Linked DNA regions of Canis lupus: region 2 is linked to region 1. The links are chromatin contacts, called in public Hi-C maps. All regions are on one chromosome and are shown on one strand. The core of a region is the stretch at or near the end of the contact, and the rest is flanking DNA. Distances in the headings are between cores, read along the strand shown.

The links. A called contact is a pair of places that touch in the nucleus more often than the background predicts.
Region 2: a contact with region 1 is called in a Hi-C map of blood, with 1.5 times the contacts expected there. The contact joins the promoter of ATG2B here to the enhancer-like site in region 1. A contact is called at or near these places in 2 of 9 Hi-C or Micro-C datasets (both in blood).

Annotation. Positions count from the first base shown.
Region 1 is chr8:65,401,355-65,405,957 of UU_Cfam_GSD_1.0, forward strand. ATG2B (autophagy-related protein 2 homolog B) reads right to left here. Exons shown (of 42, transcript XM_038545659.1): 19 at 536-693; 20 at 1-121. Among named protein-coding and RNA genes, the nearest start is that of GSKIP, 36 kb to the right of the region's middle. Within about 2 kb of position 1,802, at least 2 of the 20 cell types and tissues checked have an H3K27ac peak or open chromatin away from gene starts, as enhancers often do. A contact at or near this core is called in blood, where this site is marked.
Region 2 is chr8:65,437,971-65,442,573 of UU_Cfam_GSD_1.0, forward strand. It overlaps ATG2B (autophagy-related protein 2 homolog B), which reads right to left and starts at 2,307. Exons shown (of 42, transcript XM_038545659.1): 1 at 2,076-2,307. The coding sequence starts at 2,237. It overlaps GSKIP (GSK3B-interacting protein), which reads left to right and starts at 1,929. Exons shown (of 3, transcript XM_038545669.1): 1 at 1,929-2,238.

The DNA of each region.
Region 1 (4,603 bases), core at 552-3,051:
GAGAGAAAACTCTGTGAGTTCTTGTTCTGAGAGTCTAATTTTTTTTTCCTACGGGAACGATAGTTGGGATCCACTGTAGAAAAATACTGCAACGTCTCCTCCTCAGATCCACTTTCCTCATCTGTGAGAAACAAAGGTCACAGGAAATATGGTGCTAACAGCTATGGAAATATAATAGCAACTAAAACAATATCACAAAAATATTTTACAAAAAAATTTTTTAAAATATTTTACAACCTTTTTTTTTTTTTTTTTTACCAAGAATCTGGCATGACAATAAAAATGTACTTTCTATTTATTTTCTCCTCCCCACTGAACTTTATATATACTACCACTATAAAGGTAACATATATAATTGACAATATTCAATGTGTAGATAAAAGGGGGGAAATACTGTTATTAGAAGACATTATAAAATATAATTACCAGGGGAAATACCCAAGAAACATTTTAAAATCTATCGAATGTAAAGGTTACTACTCTGTTTATTGATAAACCCGACATTTTAAAGTCAAAACAAAGTTAAATACATTACCATAGTGAACTGTGGATTTAAATGGACTAAAACTCTCTTTGTTGAAGGTGTTAATCAGCTGACTGGCTACAGAAAGACCAAGACCATAAGAAATATTTTCAAATGTCTCCACTGGTGAAGGAGCTGTTGGTTCCCACAGCAGCAAGTCATTAAAGATCCTACAGAAGACAGAAGTTGAAAAATACATAACTCCTACTTCAGCTAAAAGTAATCTCAAGAACATAACCTTTAAGAAGTCACATGAATAATAGTTTTTCTAAATGGAAAACAGAAATTAGATCCTACAAAGGAGTTTTTTTTTTAAGCATCAAATACATTCTTTCAATAGGAAAAGTACTGATACGGCTCAACTACAGGGCAAGGAGAAAGCAATCTGTACAATTAGGTACTTAATGAGCTATCAGCCTAGTTTTACCTGTGTTGTGTGCATCAATTACATACACCTAAATGCACCTTAAAGGAGGAAGTTAAAAACTTATATATATAAAAAAAAAAAAAGGAAACACTGTTCACATAGGAGAGCTCTCTGTAAACTGGAACACACCATGCACCCTCATCTGACCCACCCACCCACCCATGGGGCAGCCCATGGAAGAATCATTACTCTCACTTCACACTGGGGAGAAACTGCCTCATAAAGGTTAAGTGCCCTGCCCAAAGTCACAGAGCTAATTTGGGGGAGGACCAGACCATAGCCCAGATCTTGTCCAGCTCCCAGTTCAGCTCTCCTCATTACTCACTGTTCCTAGGGATAACTGCTTTTTGTCTCTCTCCCACAGAAAGCACAGCTTCCCTAGGAAATGTGCATGGGAGAAGAATGCATAAGAAATGCAACAGAAACAGGAAATAAAGGCAGGAAATCCTCTAACTGGCTGCACGACCAAGTCAATACTGGTGATTAATGGGTGATACACATCAATCTAGGTTTCTAGCACATCCTACTCTGTCATGACTCAGATGTCTTGCTGCTCCTATCTTCCCCACTGCAATTACCTCTGCTCCACATTTTCATAGAAATTCAGACTTTTACAATGTCCTCTCTGAAGCCTGCTGTTAGATTTGGACCCACAGTGAATCCTTCACAAATCTAACTCAATCACACGCCTGTAACAGTATTTTCTCGCTTCCCCTTCCTAGACCATAGCCTCTCAGAGAGAGGGCCTTAGGTCTTGGTCATATTTCTATGTGCCTAGCACAGTGGCTGTCATTAAGCAGGCATTTGATGATGAGGCAACCAGTGGATGACTCACATGGCAGGACTGCCAAAGGCACAGCCTCGTCGTAAAGCCTAGTGTGAATACCAATCAAGGTGCCAAGCAATGAGGCAGGCTGGCCCTTCCTGTGAGAAGCCACTTGTCTAGGAACTTCCTGGGCCAATTCCTAAGCTTCTGAAGCCCTAGAAAGTATAAACCAGGACTGAGTGCCATGACTCTCAGTAGACTGAAATCCCCACTCCAAAAGCTCTCCATTTGGAACTATCAGTAGGTGAAGAATACCAGAGATACAGGGCAAAAACAAGTCTCCTCTCAGAACAAATGACAACTCTGCCCCCAAACTGTGTGATACTTATTGGGTCACTGCTTCTTGGGTATATTGCTCACAGGACAAAGAAACAAGAGTCTAAGCCCAGATCTTACTCTAAACTCCTTTGTAAATAAATAATGAAGATATAAAAATGAATTTTCTGGAAATGCCCTTCCTATACGTTATTCCCTATAACCATTCTCTTAACTTTACAGGTTAAAGAGAAACTACTACTTTATGTAAAATCTGAGCTGTAAATATGTTTCATATGACTTTGCATTTTCCTTATTTACATTTTGATCTAAACATGGTCTTGATATCATTAATACTGTAAAATATTAGATGATGTTTCTAATACCCAAAAAAACATTTAAGATATTTAAGGACAGAGCGGGTGCCTGGATGGCTCAATCAATTAAGCGGCCAACTCCTGATTTCGGCTCAGGTCAGGATCATGGAAGTGAGCCCTGTGTCAGGCTCCTCACTCAGCAGGGAGTTTGCTTGAGGATTCTTGCTCTCCCTCTCTATTTGCCCCTTCCCCTGCTCTTGCTCTCTCTAAAATATCTTTTAAAAGAAGATATTTCAGGACGTATCACCATGATTCTGTGGTTATGAGCCTGAAATAGAACAGGTAATAAATACCTCATGTAACAAAGCTAGTAAAAATTCTTTTATATTCTAAAGAAATTTTGAAATAGAAAAAAGTTCTCCTGTACCTAAGACCATCTAAAAAGAGCCAGTTGACCAAGGCACTAAAGGAATAAACCAAGATCTTACAGTATATGAAGTTAAGGCAGAGTGGTTATAACCCTGCTCAGAAAGTTACTTTCTTTAATGTATGAAAATAAAAATAAAAATTATATGGATAAAGAGGCAACACTAAAACATTTAGCAAAACTCAAATGGGGTGTGATGATTAGGTAACAATATTAATTTTCTCATTTTGAGGGCTGAATTATGATTATGTAGAAGAATGTCTATGGGAAATACACACTCAAGTGCTCAGGGAAGGGCATTAGGTCAGCAGCTCACTCTCAAATGGTTCAGGGTTTGGAGAAAAAAAAAAAAAAAGAAAAGCTCTTTGCACTATACTTGCAACTTCTCTAAGTTTGAGAATATTCAAATACTTTAAAAAATATTAACTTCATAATAAATACATATTCAAAGCCAAATAAGGGGCCAAGAATTGATACCAAGAACTTAGATACATCATTTATAAGATCCACAGGGTGAAGGAGAACTTCAGCTTTTATGTAAGTGTAGGCACCTGAGAGCCAGAAATAGAGCAGAGTAGAAGAGTAACGCTTTCCAGCAACCACTATGTAACCAACTCCCCAAAAGAACACTCTCCTGTTCCCTCCTCTGAGCAATCAACAGCCCCACCAGCCATCCCAACTGACCTCCCCATGTGCTCTCCCTATGTGCTAACCGCTGGCTCCTTGGGACTGCTTTCTAGCACACCTAAGAAGTCAGCTCCCATAGTGTGAGCTCTATGTTCTGTATATTCACCAAATGACAATTGTATTTGGCCTCTACTATGCTCATCTCTATTGTTTTAAGTAGAGTTTCAATTCTAAATTGTACTAATAGGTGACTTTTAAATATATAGACTGAAAAAAATTTAATAAATTATATATATACATATATAAATAATAAATTATATATATACATATATATATAGAGAGAGACTGAAGTGGAAAAAATCTTTAAAAATCGAAGATTTTGCACTCAAATTCCTTTGAAACTATTTTTTCAGGGACACCTGGGTGGCTCAGCGGTTGGGCATCTGCCTTTGGCTCGGGCATGATCCCACAATCCTGGGATCGAGTCCCATATCGGGCTCCCTGCATGGAGCCTGCTTCTCCCTCTGCCCCGTCTCTGCCTCTGTGTCTTTCATGTAAATAAATAAAATCTTAAAAAAAAAAACAAAAAAAAAAAAAACCTTTTTCAGAAACTGAAGATTGTAGAAAAAAGGAGAGAAAAATCAGACAGGGTGACAAAACATGAGAGACTCCTAACTCTGGGAAATGAACAAGGGGTGCTAGTGGAAGGGGAGGTGGGTGGGGGGATGGGGTGACTGGGTAATGGGCACAGAGGGGAGCACTTGATGGAATGAGCACTGGGTGTTATGCTAGATGTTGGCAAATTGAACTCCAAAGAAAATATGCAAAAATAAATAAGTCTTTAAAAAATAAATAAGACTTTTCAAAAAGTTAAATAGAAGAACATTTTCTTCCTACACCTCAATGGACTATCCCGTAAATCTCGTCATCAAGACAACTGAACCCACCCCCCCCCCACCCACCGCAGCACCTGCTGGCCCTCCATACAGGCGTCTCTCAACTCTCTTCATGTCGCTGCACACACAGGAGACATATTTGCTCAGTACTCTATGAAAATGTGATGGAGAGCAACCAGCCAACAAAGGTGGATGGAATAAACATCTCACGTACAAGTAACCCAGTTACCAGACACACTGATTAGGAAATTCAGCTGTGACAACAGCCCCACATAACAGTTAACGGTTTTGTAATCAACACCACA
Region 2 (4,603 bases), core at 1,057-3,556, 37 kb after region 1:
CAAATGAGAAAACAAAACAGAACATTAAAAAAAAATCGCTGCCTGATTTCCCATGAAGATTAAAAACACAAATAAGAATGCCTAGTGCACACAGTACCTGAAATAGATGCCCAATAAACAGTAACAACCATTTCCCTGGCTTGCAGCCATGTGATTAGTGAAGAAACAAGGGGCTTAAAAATTAGGTCTGATTTCTCACAGTACCATTTGCTAGCTGTGTGACTTGGGGCATATTATTTAACTCCAACTTTAAAATAGAAATAATAGTACCTGCGTTACAGGGTTAATGTGAAAAGTCATTTAGAAATAATGCATAAGATCATTCAACCCACAAAAGACAATGAATAGATCTCCAATCCTCCTCCTCTAAGATCGCTTTTTCATACCTATACTAAAAGTATAGACTCATGGGTCACTAAACTGAAAAATATCCATCAGAATCCTTATCTTCAGCGAAGAATTACAGCAACACACTGTCCTGACACAGTGCCTGGCATGGAATGTATACTCCATTAAGGTTTATTAATCTGAGGTGAATTACTATGCCCACTGTCACTTAGCTAACTGGCAGCCTGGGTTAGTGTGATTTAGCCTCATGTGGGACTGGATCTACTCAAACTCTTTCCACTATGTGTACTCTTCCTAGTTAAGTCATCTACGTATTAAAAAAGAAAACGTTTATTCATACAAGTGCAATTAATTGAAGGGTCATAATAAGATGTTACCATAATTTGAGTTTTTCAGGTTTCTGTGGCTAAGAAGTCATTACTGTTAACACTTTTATATAAAAGAAAATAGTTTAGCTTTTCACACAGCACCTCCCCATGGTGCACGGGGAGGTTTCCTTTTGTTTTGCTCAACTATCACTACCGGGAAAGTCACTATGTTTATAACGTCCTAAACGTAACCTGTGTACGAATGCATTTAGGATAGTAAACCTCTAAAACGCCACAAACCAATCCAAACCGCTAGCAGCAAACTCCAGCGCAAAAAAATGAAGGGTTGGGGGCAGGAGAAAAGCTGGTCAGGGGGATCCCTGAGTGGCCCAGCGGTTTAGCGCTGCCTGCAGCCCAGGATGTGGCCCTGGAGACCCGGGATCGAGTCCCACATCGGGCTCCCCGCATGGAGCCTGCTTCTCCCTCTGCCTGTGTCTCTGCCTCTCTGTGTGTCTCTCATGAATAAATAAAATCTTAAAAAATTTAAAAAAAAAAAAAGAAATGTTAAAAAAAAAAAAAAAACGCCGGTCGGTTCTTATTCAACTCCCGGCTGAATACAGTTTAAGTGAAGCGCTCCGCGTCGCACCTACAAATGCAGGTACAACCGTCCGGACTGAAGCACCTGTAAGACACACCGAGTCCGCGCACAGCCTCCCGCTGACAAGTAGAAAGCAGGTTTTCAAACGCCGCAGCGTCAGTGCTTCTGCAACACCTGCTTTCACGCTCGGTCACGTGAGGCCAATAAGCAAAACCGAAGCGCCCTACTAGGGCCACACACAGGCACTCACAGGTGGGCCTCGCCGGCGTAGGTATCATTAAGCCAAAACAGGCAGAGCGGCCGGCGGCCTTCGCCTCCTTCCTCCCAGATGGCAGGCGCTGCACAGGCGGCCCTCCCAAACCAAGTGAAGGGATGACGAGGAAGCCTGACATCCCCAAACGTCCTCCCCGACCCTTAATCTTCCCGGACTGTCATGTCCTGAAACAGGATGTGTTCGCCGCGGAACCCTGCGACCCTCGCTACCCAAGGGGCAGCCCGGTCACCTCCTCGCAGGGCCCCCCCCAACCCCCGACGCAACCGCTCCCCGCAGTGTAGACTCCATCCCCTCCGTTAAGTTTCCGAAGCACGTGATGGGGGGGGGGGGGCGCAACTTGCTAGAAACAGACTATAAACACTAGAACACATTTCCGTGAGCCCTGCCACGCTGGGATCCAAACAATCCCCGGGGAGCGGGAGGCGGAGGGGGAGGGGGAAGGGGAAGGGGGTGGACGTCACCCAGCGCGGGTGACGGGTGACACCCGCCCGCCGATCCCCGAGGAGGGGGAGCGAGACCCTCCCGGCCGGCCGCCGGCGGCTCTTACCCATTTGTCCAAGGGGACTTGGGCGAGGGAGCCGGTGCCCTGGTACAGGTCCAGGCTGAGCTGCTCCAGGCTCAGCTTCTCCTGCAGGAAGTGGCCCAGGTATCTCTGCAGGAGGTAGCGACATGCCCTCTTCTTGATGGACTCCGAGAACGGCCACGGCATGGTGAGCGCCGGCAACGGGGCCCGCGGGGGCTGCAGGCGGCGGCTCCGGCCCTGGGGCCCAGGCTCCGGCTCCGGCTCCGGCTCCGGCTCCAGGCCGCGGCGACGGCGGAGGCGGCGGCGGCGGCGGCTCGAGTCCCGGCGGCGGGGCCTAAGCCCGGGACGGCCCCTCCATGCCCGCTGGGCGCCGGGCGTCCCTCAGGGCGACCCCATGGCCCGCGCCGCGCGGCTCGCGCTAGGCCCGGCGGGGACCCGACGCCCCAGGCCCGGGGGGGTGTGGGGGCGTGGGGAGGCCTCCGCGAGGGCCCCAGTCGTCACGCAGGCAGGATGCAGGGGCGCACGCGGCACGGCCCGCGGCAGGTACCGAGGCGGCCTCCTCCACCGCCTCCGCCGCGCGACGAATTTGTTGTCATCCGCGGGGCGCGCTCCCGACTCTGGGGCGCTCCCGGCGCGTGCGCGACGCCCACGCTCGCGGCGCGCGGCCGGGCGCTGGCGGAAGTGACGCCACACTAGGGGCGAGGGGGCGGGGAGAAGCGCCCGGAAGCCCGCGGTTCCGGCTCGGAGGGGGCGGGGCGAGCGCGGGAGGCGGGACGGCGCCGCGGGTCGGCTCCAGACGCCTCCCGAGGGGGGAAGCGGAGGACGCCGGGCGCGCGCAGGTGAGCCGGCGGGGGCTGCCCGGGGGGCGGAGGGAGGGGGGGCTGCGACCCGGACGGGCCGACAGGGGTCGGGGGCGCGGCTGGCCTGGGCCGTGCGGTCACCTGGGACCCCGACCCCGGAAACGGGCTCTCGGAGCGCGCGGGCTGCGGGGGGGGGGGGGGGGGGGGGGGCTGCAGCAGCGCCTGGCCCTTCCCGCCACCGCGCCCCCCTCCACCCTCCACCCTCCACCCCGTCCCCCGGCAGCGGCCGGCGCCCATGGTCGGCAAGTTGTTGGCCCCCTCCCCGCCTCTCCGAGGTATTGTTTCCGAAGCTCCGGTTTGCCCAGCGGCTTGGCGGTTTGCAGAGCGCTTTCTTCGTGCGGGGCGTGCTGCCCCCGCCCCCCACCCCGGCTCCGGGAAACTTGAGTCTTGGAGGCATCTGCGGGCAGAACTGCTTTCTGTGCTCAACGCCAGAGGCTCCGGACCCCGCGGAAACCTGAGCCAAGCGCTCGTGCCGCTCCGGGAAGCAGCGCGATCCTAGTTCTGCCTTTTGGGGCGGGGGGGGGGGGGCATCTCCGGCGGAGGCCGAGCCGCCCGCTAGCTCCGCCAGCCCTGAGAGGCCTGCGAGCCGGGCTTCGGCGCCCCGAGACTTGCCGAGCTGCGGTAGGGGACGAACCCAAACCGAGCCCCGAGCACAGACGGTTGCATCCAGGGATACACAGTGAAGACGGCGGGTTATTGGCAGGTTGGTAACTCGCACCAAGACCGCCCGGAAATGTTGACCCAGGAAGGCTCCGGGTCCCCTTTCCACAGCCACACTCTTTTGAGAGCTAGTGTGCTCGCTCTCGCGTGTGTGTATGTAGTCGCTTGGATTGTTGTGTCCTCCCCGCCCCCCCCCCCGCCCCCGTTCTTTGTAGACTTGTCCGAAGCATTGTCGGTAACCTCAGTTCCCGTGCTCTTCGCTCATTCAGAAATATTCGTTAAGGGCCCGTTAAAGGAAAGTCTCCGCGGTTGGAGAGATGGAAAAGGTAGAAAAGAACTCAGGGAGTTTATGTTCTATGGTGAAAGGGCTATTCCTTTATTCAGTAAGCATTTGTGTTGTTGCCTGCTGGTGTGCTGGGGATACAGCAGTGAGCAGAGTTAAGTTTCTGGCCTCATGGAGCTTACCTCTTGTTGAAGGGAAGGGAAACCAACAGTAATTAAATATATCATAGGCCGTGGGCTGGTACGTGCTGTTGAAAAAGGTAAAGTGATATAAAGCGAATGGAGAGGGAAGTTATTTGCCACTTGTATACAGAGGGGTGAGAGAAGGCCTCTCTTATTTAATAAGGTGATGTTTTAGCAGAGTCTTGGAGAAAGCCAGGGAGCAAGGCATGTTGACTTCCGTGGCAGGGGAACAGCAAGGGCAGGATTGATGAGTTCAAGGAACAGGAGCAGAGAGTGAAGTAAGGAGGAGGAGAAGCTGGGGGCTTGGGGGCACAGGCCCTGTAGGACTTTGGGCTCTTACTTGGGTAGGTGAATGGGTTCGAGGAGAGGAGTGACATGATCTGGCCTGAGTTTCTACAGAATCATGCTAACTGCGGTGTGGAGGTGGGAGGACCAAAGGAGAAAAAGCCAGAACAGTTAGAGATTATTGTAGGAATCCAGGCAGCAGAAGGCAGTAGCTTGGACTTAGAGTAGTCGTGGTCGAGGAGGTAGGAAGCGGTTAGGTTCTGGATATATTTTGAAGATATA